3 separate regions of the Mus musculus genome follow, and regions 2 and 3 are each linked to region 1. A link is a contact called in public Hi-C and promoter capture Hi-C data. All regions are on one chromosome and are shown on one strand. Each heading gives the region's core, a stretch centred on a gene start, on an enhancer-like site or on the middle of the called end of the contact. The rest is flanking DNA. Distances are from core to core; before and after follow the strand shown. Region 1 overlaps Gm34439 (a long non-coding RNA gene). Region 2 overlaps Gm34022 (a long non-coding RNA gene). Region 3 has its middle 37 kb from the start of 9530014B07Rik.

The links. Promoter capture Hi-C pulls out the DNA fragments that hold promoters and counts their contacts. Hi-C and Micro-C count contacts between places; a contact is called where the count stands out from the background.
Region 2: a promoter capture Hi-C map of embryonic stem cells shows a contact between it and region 1, with 3 times the contacts expected there. The contact joins two enhancer-like sites. A contact is called at or near these places in 4 of 39 promoter capture datasets (cranial neural crest, embryonic stem cells, hippocampal neurons and 1 more), 1 of 484 Hi-C or Micro-C datasets (uterus) and 1 of 9 other capture datasets (embryonic stem cells).
Region 3: a contact with region 1 is called in a Hi-C map of embryonic fibroblasts, with 5 times the contacts expected there. The contact joins two enhancer-like sites. A contact is called at or near these places in 15 of 484 Hi-C or Micro-C datasets (the C2C12 cell line, cardiomyocytes, cerebellar granule neurons and 9 more), 2 of 115 datasets of contacts at active chromatin or transcription factors (astrocytes and embryonic stem cells) and 1 of 9 other capture datasets (embryonic stem cells).

Annotation. Positions count from the first base shown.
Region 1 is chr13:53,762,045-53,765,307 of GRCm38.p6, reverse strand. All of the region lies in intron 3 of Gm34439 (a long non-coding RNA gene), which reads left to right. Among named protein-coding and RNA genes, the nearest start is that of Gm34439, 24 kb to the left of the region's middle. Within about 2 kb of position 1,532, at least 3 of the 459 cell types and tissues checked have an H3K27ac peak or open chromatin away from gene starts, as enhancers often do.
Region 2 is chr13:53,518,885-53,522,147 of GRCm38.p6, reverse strand. Gm34022 (a long non-coding RNA gene) reads left to right here. Exons shown (of 5, transcript XR_382400.3): 3 at 557-711. Among named protein-coding and RNA genes, the nearest start is that of Gm34022, 13 kb to the left of the region's middle. Within about 2 kb of position 1,482, at least 7 of the 459 cell types and tissues checked have an H3K27ac peak or open chromatin away from gene starts, as enhancers often do.
Region 3 is chr13:53,600,527-53,603,789 of GRCm38.p6, reverse strand. No RefSeq gene overlaps it. Among named protein-coding and RNA genes, the nearest start is that of 9530014B07Rik, 37 kb to the left of the region's middle. Within about 2 kb of position 1,634, at least 4 of the 459 cell types and tissues checked have an H3K27ac peak or open chromatin away from gene starts, as enhancers often do.

The sequences.
Region 1 (3,263 bases), core at 283-2,782:
ATCCATGTGTGTGAAGTGTCCAAAATATCAGTAAATCCTTTTGTGTGTAGGCTTGGACCCCATCCCTAAGATATCTTATTATCTATGCCTTTCCAAAATAAAATTTCAAAACGGAGATACGGAATACCTCCTGTCCGCGATGGAGGATGCTTACTTACCCGTGTCCTATGTTGATTTTGTTTAGCCTGCTCCCGGCTCCCTTGAAGCTGCCTATCTTGATGCTACCAGTAGAGGGCACCAACGTCTGCAAAGCAGCCTCTTTCTAAGCCTATCTTTGGCCTTGCTGCAGTCACAGGGATACAAGTGGGATCAGATTTCTCTACCGGGCCTGGCTGCACACCTCTGGGCCCTGGGTCATAACTGAACTTATCATGTCGCTTTGAAAGTACAGTCTGGTTTGATGAGCATGGACCTAACTCGTGGTCATTGCTTGATAACCCATAGGTAACCGTGGACGCTGCTAAGAAGGGGCTGTTCATTCCACTCCAGGCAATGCTAGACCTATAGGAGCACCTCTCTGACCATCAGTTCCCTCATCTGCAAAAGGGACAGTGCTCATCTGAGCCCTGAAGAGCCCCCCGTGTAAGCAAATATGCTTGCTGCATCCAGGGGATGCTGAGTGTAAATAAGTTAGAACCTCCTTATAGAGAATTCTCCAATGGACAGAATCTGCCAGGGTGACTATGGGGCTTCTAATGCCACCTAGTGACAGCCCTGTGGTGACAGTAATAATTGATTACATTTTCCATAGTTTCCAAAGCTGTCATAGTCATTGTTGTTCAATTCTGACAAGAGCCCTGTGTAATTAGATGCATTTTTACAGTGCTTGCTCATTAAAAGTGCCCAGTTAGGGTTCAAGGATTGTTCCTCAAAAGAAGAAATGTGGAGTTTCAGCTGCCATTCAGAGGTCACCGGTGCTGGCCCGTTCCCTGGGAGCTGAGGGTAGGAGAGCCGGCTCTGCATGCTGGGAGCCGAGCGAGCATCGTGGCTGTTCACAGACTTCTCCCATGTAGCTCTGGAACTGTCTCAGGAAGGTGGGCCAGCCCCAGCTTCTCTTACAGAGATGAGGCAACTCAGGTCAGGGAGAGTCATGCAAGCTAAAGAGGCCAGGGTTGCAGAACAGGATGCTAACGGAGGAGACAGAAGCTAGCACTAGGAAGCAAGAGAAAGCATCAAACTTCCAAGAAGCTGGGACCCCATCAGGCCCCTTGCGTGACCATATAAGCTTAGCCTCTCTGTTTAAACAACAGCAAGAAATACTTTCCCTGCCCATGTTATAGGCTTATTGTTTTTTGAGAAAGTAATAAGAAAATCCCTAATCCTGGTTGTGATGCATGTCTGAGCTGGGCTCTCTCAGGAAGCCAGACAAACTTGAGCCAGTTCCAGACAGGCAAGAACAGGCCATCTAGAACTCTATTTGGAGGCAGTTTGGGGTCCGTCGGTTTTTACTAAAAGAGAAGGGGAAAGTGCTTCTGCTGACAAGGTTGGGAGTGTGGGGACAGGTCCCACTGGGTCTGTCCTTAGGGCTCAATACGAGAGTCTTGCTAGAACCTTCTGGAACAGCGGAGCTGGCGGGGCTAAAGGTGGAGAACTGGTTTGATGGGTGTGCCCCGAAGCCACTCAGTGCCCAGAGATTGAGTCTCTGTGGAAGTAAGACACAAAATGACTTAGTGGTGGTTTGTCTGGAGTAAAACAATAGGGGATTTCTGTGATGGCTTGTGGAAGGCCCCTCCAAGGTACTAGAGATGCACCAGACACTACAAGAAGCAGGGCCAGGGTACCCAGGCCCCAAGGTGGACACACAGCAGCTGTGGTCATGGTTACCAGTGCAGAGATGCTATGGTATTCTGGCCTGAGAGGACTTGGATGTGAACTTGAAAGGGTTATAGCCGTGGGCTCCTGCCCTAGTCTGTGTTGAGCCACCAACAGAATGCCACCAACTTGGTATTCTATAATGTAAACAAATTGATTGCTTCATGATTCCAGAGACAGAGAAAGACAGGTTTAGAGGGCCTCTCTTCCTGTGCAGTCCCCTAGAAGGGGAAACAGAATGAAAGTTAGACACAGAAGGACCGATCCTCATACAAAGAACCAGCGCCCCTGGTGCCTAGTCTGTTCTCAAGGTGGCTTTAATCTGAGCAGAGAGGCTGAGCTCACAACCTGATGGCTTCTTAAAGGCCATATTTATTTATGTATTTTTTGTGTGAGCGTTTACTTGCATGTATGTGTGTATACCACATGTATGCCTGGTGCCCACAGAGGTCAGAAGAGGGCATTAGATCCCCTGGAACTGGAGTCACAGATGGTTGTGAGCCACCATGCGGGTGCTGGGAACTAAACCAGGATCCTTGGCAAAAGCAACAAGCGAGTGGAGCCGTACATGTCTCCAGCCCTGAAGCCCCATTTCTTGACACTGTTAGGAGGCAATTACACTTCAGTTTGAGTCTCTTAAATGATCATTGTTTTTAGTGAGTGAGACTAGAGAGAAAGGACGAGAACAATGCCTGTGTCGCTAACTTCACCATCAGAAAAAGGGCAGAGTCAAGGTAAGGTAGGTACCTGGGTGGGAGTTATACCCCAGGGCCAAAGTGTGCACATGTGCGTGCGCGTGCACACACATACACACACACACACACACACACACACACACACACACACACACACCACACCACACACCACACATCACACACCACACACACAGGCAAGGACAAGTGTGGGCATCTCAAGAGTTGCAACTATGTGAGTGGTCACGTGATGCCCCACCATAACACAGCCCTGAGGATACCTGGGCCTCCACTCACTGTGGAAGCTTGTCCCACCCCACCCCCTGTCCCTCTTGCCTGTCTAGGAGCCGAGGCAGTGGCTGGTATAGTTACCATTTCCAGGAGTCAGTTCAGAAGTGAGCAGTCGCTTTCTGGCTGAGTCTGTGTTCCGTGTTCTTGGGGAGCTGGCTCCATACCTGCCGTTTAGAACCTACAAAATGTTAGAAGTGGAGCCATGCATGTGGATCTGAAGCTTGGCTCCACCTTATGTACAAGAGAATCTGGGCTCATGTGCAGAGTAGTGGTGACCTTTGGGGCAACTAAATGTGTTGTGAGGTGAAGGCTCCCACCACAGTGGATGTGTCTGTCTTTTCTCATTAGCTCCTCCCCCTTCCTCCTTTCCTCTTTCCTCTCCCTTCCTTACTCCTTCCCTTCCTTTCCTCTTTATTTCCCTATTGTTTCCCCCCTTTATTCATGTCTCAATAACCTGGTAAGTCTGAC
Region 2 (3,263 bases), core at 233-2,732, 240 kb after region 1:
ACGTTTAAACGCATCTACTATGCAGTGATTATGGCAACGTAGTCTCTTACCTGTGTCGAATGTGAGAGAACAGAAATTGCTACCACCTTTGCCATTGCCAGAAATCAACTGTCACAGTTACAAGCATGTGGATCAAGCTGTTCACATCTGTGGTGCTCCACTGACCCACTTTGAATAAGGTCACAAACGTCCACTGCCACCCAGGCCTGCTGTCTTTTCTGGTTAGCGATACCTTGATTCTGTCCATTTGAACACCCTCTTGCTCTCTTGTCCTCTTCACAGTTCATAAAGGTTGGGTTCCCCAGGATGGTCCAGCCCAAGCCAATCCTAGCATCCCCTTCCCTTGGACATGGAAACTGTTTCCTAGGAGAGCTAAGTCCTAGAGATGCCATGTCTGCAGTCTGAGTTTGCCTTTGCTTTTTAATTACGGCCTCTTTCCTAAAGCAGTTTGAATTGTGTTTCTATAAATAGAACTAAATGAAGGGCTGGCTGGCAGGGCTTCGAGGCAAGATGGAACAACATGAGAGTGTTCTTCACTTCTCTATTTCTCTGGCAGATTTAGCAGAGCTTCAAGAACCAGCTCTCCATGGTCCCAATACACAGCTGACAGCATGACCCTGGCAGAATTCTTCATCTGCCGCTTCATCAGAAAACTGGGAATGAAGCAACTCCTCCTTCCAAGTCCACTATGACGGTTACATGCATAAACACGTGAGTGAAATACAGCCGTGGCACACACTTAGACTATATTAGCACATATCATAATCACTGGGGCCAGGATGCAAACCCTTCCCCGCAAAGCAAAGGCATCTTACCATTTCATGATGGAGTCATCAAAGCAAGACAAGCCCTTTAGTCCCTCAATATGTGTGTCCCAGAGGCCAAACAGTGGCTTAACCCTGACTCTTCCCACAAAGGTGGCACCACGATCTTAATCGTCAACTGGAAAGTGAATAAGGCACCTGTGACCTTTGGCTACCCAGATGCAAAAATCACCAGCTCCTCTCTAAGTGATATTTCACAAAATTTTAATCCCTTTTCACTAAATTGGCTCTCTGTCTCCATTAAAATTCATGTGGTTAGCCACTGGGGCACAGAAAATGTCGTTACCAAAGGAAGGTAGATAAAGTAACATGGAGGAAATGCTGTCTCTCTTGACGCTGCCTAGTCCTCGCCATTAGCTCCCGAAGGCATCTGCTTCGAATGATGGCTTTCAGCCCACACGGATAGTTACATTAGTCTTAACTCGCTGGGCCCTGGAGAGGTTTTGGGGCACCATATGTGAATCCCTAACAGGGACGGGGTTCACTGGTGAGACAAAAGTGCAGCCTTCATAGATGTCAAGGTGCTAGACACATAGCCCCGCAAAGCTCAAAGCTGTGCTGAACAGAACACAGAAACAGTAACCTAACCCTTTAGACTGCATGTGGTTCATGCATGGGTTGGCTCTATCTGCTGCTCCCACGTGCCTCTATGGAAGAGCATGATGAAATGCGAGCCCACCAAGTCCCTTACTTCTCTTGCAAAGGTCTGCCTCTCGCTCACCCTAGAAATTAACTCCTGCAAAATTGACAGAGTCAGCTTTTGAGTTCATCCCGGGAGGAAGGAGCCCACAGCTTGAGAGTCGTCCGTGCATACTAAGCGGCGGGTGGAGTAGAGCAATTATCTGGAGAATCTGATTGAGGTAGACAGCTGGGGCAGAGCTCTGGCTTCCCTGGCCCCAGGAGCAGTGAGCCTACTGTGAGCCTGAAGTGGACCTCACACCTGGGCTCTTCAGAGTGTTTCTTCCTAGGGAGGGAAAAAAAATGCCTTTCGCATCTACAGCATCGTGGTGTGCATGCAGAAGTTTTAATATTCTGATTATCCTGGCTAGAAACTTCCATCTGGGTCCTTGGGTATGCAGTTTGCCCACATTAGGGACTATTGACTCCAGTCCAGAAAGAAGCAGCAGCCTGACCCAGATTCTCAGCCCAGAGTGCTCTTAGGTAACTTCTCACATTATAGTTCATTCTGCTTAAGAAAAAAAAATAATATATTAAAAAGTTATAGGTTCTGTCATACTCCAGACTGTCCTCAAAACGGTCATCTGGACCAGCAAGCAGCATGTGCATGCGTACACTAAGCTGTGTCCCTGCTTTCACAGGAACGGCGGCATTCTTTAAAAACTGTCCCGCTCTTTTCACTGTCCAAAACATGTTATTATGGAAACTTGCCAAACCCGTACAAAAGTCTGCAGAACAGGAGAGCAAATTCCCCAAAGTCCATCTGTCAGCTTCACTAAACGTCCTTTCTTGGTCAGTCCGGTCTACTCTCACCCACTCCACCCCTCCTCCAAACTATTTTCAACAAATACCAGATAACATATTATGTTATCTGTAAATAGTTGGAGTTATATCTCCTAATAGGTAAAGGTTTTATTCTTATTATTGTAACCCGGGGCGGGAGGCCCCCATTCGCTGCTTGTCATTACTTTGTTTTACACTCACAAAACAAACTTGTCCCTATGAGCGCCGCCGCACATGACCAGTCCCCGCCCCACCCCCCTACCACAACCCCCCACCCCCACCCCCGCTGATCAGCATTTAGATTGTTGCCAGTATTTTTACTGCTGTTAAGCTAACTATGTGACATCGGTACTGACCACGTTGCCCCCGAATGCAGCCATCTACTATGGAGAGTGTTGCCGTCGGGACTTAAAAGCACTGCCCATTTAAGGGTTCGGTTCCCTAAGGAATGCTGAGTCCTCTTACTATACTTTCATTTTTTTCTTTCTTTTTTTTTTTTGTTTGTTTTTTTTTTGTTTTGTTTTGTTTTTTTGTTTTGTTTTGTTTTTTTGAAAATTTCAGAAAGCTCTCAGTTATAACTGTGCCTGGGAAGATTAGAAAAACTGTTTGGGTTTTAGACAGTATGTCGCTGGGGCTGGCCTGAAAACTTCTATGGCTTTGAACTAGAGGTCCTTCTACCTCAGCCTGACAGGGCTGAGACTGAGGGTATGGGACACCACACTCTGAAAATTTGATTTTCCTTATTGTTCTAGGCTATACGCATACATATATACATACAAATATACATACATACATATGCACATACATATATACATACAGTTACTTTGGAAGAGTAGCACCTTCAGGATGGCTCAGCAGATAAAGGCACTTGCCACCAAGCCTGACCACCTGAGTTCGAGGTCCAGGACCCACATAGTAGAAGAGGAGAAACAGCTTGTACAAGCTGCCCTCTGACCTCCATATGCATGGCATGTCCCC
Region 3 (3,263 bases), core at 385-2,884, 160 kb after region 1:
AAACCCAGTTGTTTGGCTGGAATCCTTGCCAGGCCAAACAGAACTGGAATTTCTTAAGTAAGAAGCAAGAGGAAATGGAAATGGGAAAGACAGTAGTCGCTGTCCCCTCCCCTTTGCTTTCAAGTCTGGACTTGAATCGCTGTTGTGACAATAAACACTTAATTGGCCAGCAGGGGTGAGACATCAGGAAACTGATACCCGGCATCTGCCACTTGTGGAGTATAAACACACAACACCATATGCACAGCACACCGACAGCGCCATTAACAGTAGAACCCAGGCATGACGGTAGCAGCCAGAGATGTAAATTATTCCTGACTCCCAGCATTTTTACTGTCTCTTTTCCATGGTTAAATACAACTAACTACCCAGAGTAGGCTAACATGTACTGGTGTGTAGACACAAGTGATGCACATACGTAGTTTCATGGTAGGCTACAGCACCTGTGTTAGTGCTGGGACAGTGTGAGAAGCACCCAACACCAACTCTATTTTTTTTTTTAGTGATGCTTTTTCTCTCTAATTCTGTCCTCTCCATTAGACAGCACCTGGCTGTGCTCTTACTGGGGAGAGAGTCAAGCTCCTGACATGTCTACAAATAACCCCCAGAATTCCTGAAGACTCAGCCATCAACTCTCATGAGCTGATTTGACAAGCCTCCCACAGACAGACAGGCATCATTGACTTGAGCCTGCCTCGCTCAGCTTGGACACGGGTATCCTGGAGCTTAGAGGAGAGAGAGCAGGGAGTGTAGACCCCAGGGGCCACGCAATTCCTAAACCTGGAAATCAATTAAGAAGGACTGTCATGAAGTCCACAGAAGTTTGTCTCCTTACTCAGAGCGACTGAAGATTGTCCCCTCACGGCTCCCATACTGCCAGGCAGGTCTGCAGCCTTTGGGAGCAAGAGGGCTCAGCAGAGATGTTTCACAAAGCCTCCTCCCCAGGCTCTAGCCATTGCTGATCTGTGAGGTTTGGAGGGAAGAGAAAGGGAAACAGTCAACATTTCTACTGCTACTAGGCTGATGGTTCTCAGAACATCTCCCAAGGACAAACCCTGTTCGACAGAGGACATTTGCCAATGTCTAGAATGCTTTGGAACTATCCAAACTGTGAAGCTGTTGCTGGCATCTAGAGGGTGGAGTCTGGGGATGCTACCAAGCAGTCCACAGGACCCAGCACCCACGGGGTGGAGAACTGTCAGCTTTAAACACCAGTGCCGATTGACAAGCCCTGTTCCACGCACTGAACCAATAAACGCTGCCTGTGTGAATTCCGTGAGCCACAAGCGGAGACCTGTGTTCTTGCTTTTGGTGCTGAGGACCGGGGAGAAAGGTGCTGTTTATTATTCCACAGCAGGGGAAAGCAGGGGAAAGCGCTGTTTATATGAAACATCAAAGGTCACTGCCTCTGATATCAATTCCACATTGCAGGAGCCTTGGCCAAATCAAATTAGCTTATTTTCCTTGATATTAAGTTTGACAAGCAAAGAGACTGTGAAAACCAGAATTCCAACTGGGTGTGCCCCTATGATTCCATTAAAAAAAAAAATGAACCTTGAGATTCCAACAGTAGCCTCATTCTTCGTGCCGGGATTATGTTGCAGCCGGTATTTATCTTGTCTAGGGAGGCACTTGCTGGATCCTCTGTTCCTTCTAGGATTCAGGTTCTTCAGGATAGGACTGAAGCAGCCAACATGGGGTAGACCCATGGAGGCTGCCAACAGCTGATGTCCTGGCGAGAACCCTTGGCTCCACGCAAAACCAGATATTGCGATGATTTGATGTGAGGCAGCGGCGTGTCAGCATCTGTGTCTGTCAAAAGGACAAGAAAGGAAGAAAGAAAGAGTGCGGGCTGGTTATTCTTAAGGTGGTTCACTGCCCCCACAGCTTTGGAAATCTGATGAATGCTGTGATCTTGCCTCTGCCTGCCAGTACACACACACACACACACACACACACACACACACATGCCTGATACACAGAGTCCTGCAGCACGCTGCTGGTATTCCTAGTCAGCTAGGAAGCCTCACTCTTTGATTTAAGAACCACTGCCTCAGGCCTGGGTGCATACTAGGAGGAGGCTAAGACGGCAACCAGGAAGGCTCGGGGTGCTACTGAGCTTGTACCTGGGGTCTTCCAGTTCAGCTGGAATCTGAATTTCCTCTGTTACAAAATAGGGTGTTGCAAAAAAAAAATCCCTGTCCCTCAGAATGGGGTGGCTCTAAAGCAGTGTGGAGAGTAGAGGAGGGACGAGGTCTGTCTGAGGAAAGAGAGGTGGATTTCACTTATAAACAGAGCTCATGGGGCACCTACTGCATGCAAACATTAAGCACTGGAAATCTGAGGAAAACCTTCCATTACAGCCTCTGGGAGCTTCCAAGTCTGGCAGTCCTATAATGTCCAGAAGGCACTGGTTGGCTTCGGTCCTTCTCTACCCCTGGCTCTTTCTGACCATTCCCCCTGTGACTGTCCCTTAGCCTTGGGGCGGAGCTGTGACCGAGCATCCACAGACACCTGTTCTCTGCATTGCACTTGGGGGTCAGGCATTTTTGCATCAAGCTTAGAACAGGGAAGCTTCCATGTTTGGCTGCAGGACCTAGCATCCCCATTAAAGGCTGACTCTCAAGTGAAGCGCTCCAGGATCTACTTAACAGCTTTATTGCCCTGTGGCTTCTGCAATGAAATTGGGAAAAGCAACCTGTGCTGTCCTGCTGGTGTCCTCTATGGCGTGAAATGAGCCGGTGAGGGGTGGGGGCAGGGCTGTCCTTGTCCACTGTTTTGTTCCTCGAGAGACAAACAGAGCCTGGCGTGTGAGGTGCTCACACAACAGCTCTCAAGGGTAAATGGGGTCCCCTAACTGGAAGATCGGGCTTAAACAGGCTGCAAAGGGAGATTTGGAAGGGGGCAGCTAATAGGCTTCCCTAAATAGAAAATCAGGCTTAGACAGGATTGTAAAGGAGGATGGGGGTGGAGCTAAGAAAGGATGCAGCTGAGAAGGCTGAGCTGGTTGGGAGGAAGCCTTGGAGATGGCGAAAGAGGAGGAGGTAGCCTGAAGAGGAATGACAAGAGACACACCATGTAGGTGCTGCGTGGCAGATAAATTCCCACATTCAAGAGACTCAAGAGGCATCAGGGAGGAAGTAGGGAGGATTCTCAAGAAGGAAGCCCAGGTGGCAGTAAAAGATGACCTCTAGGTCACCCGGGGCCTGGTAGGTCAAGGCCTTTTTGTCCTGAGGGTGATGAATGGTTTTAGCCTCCTTGCT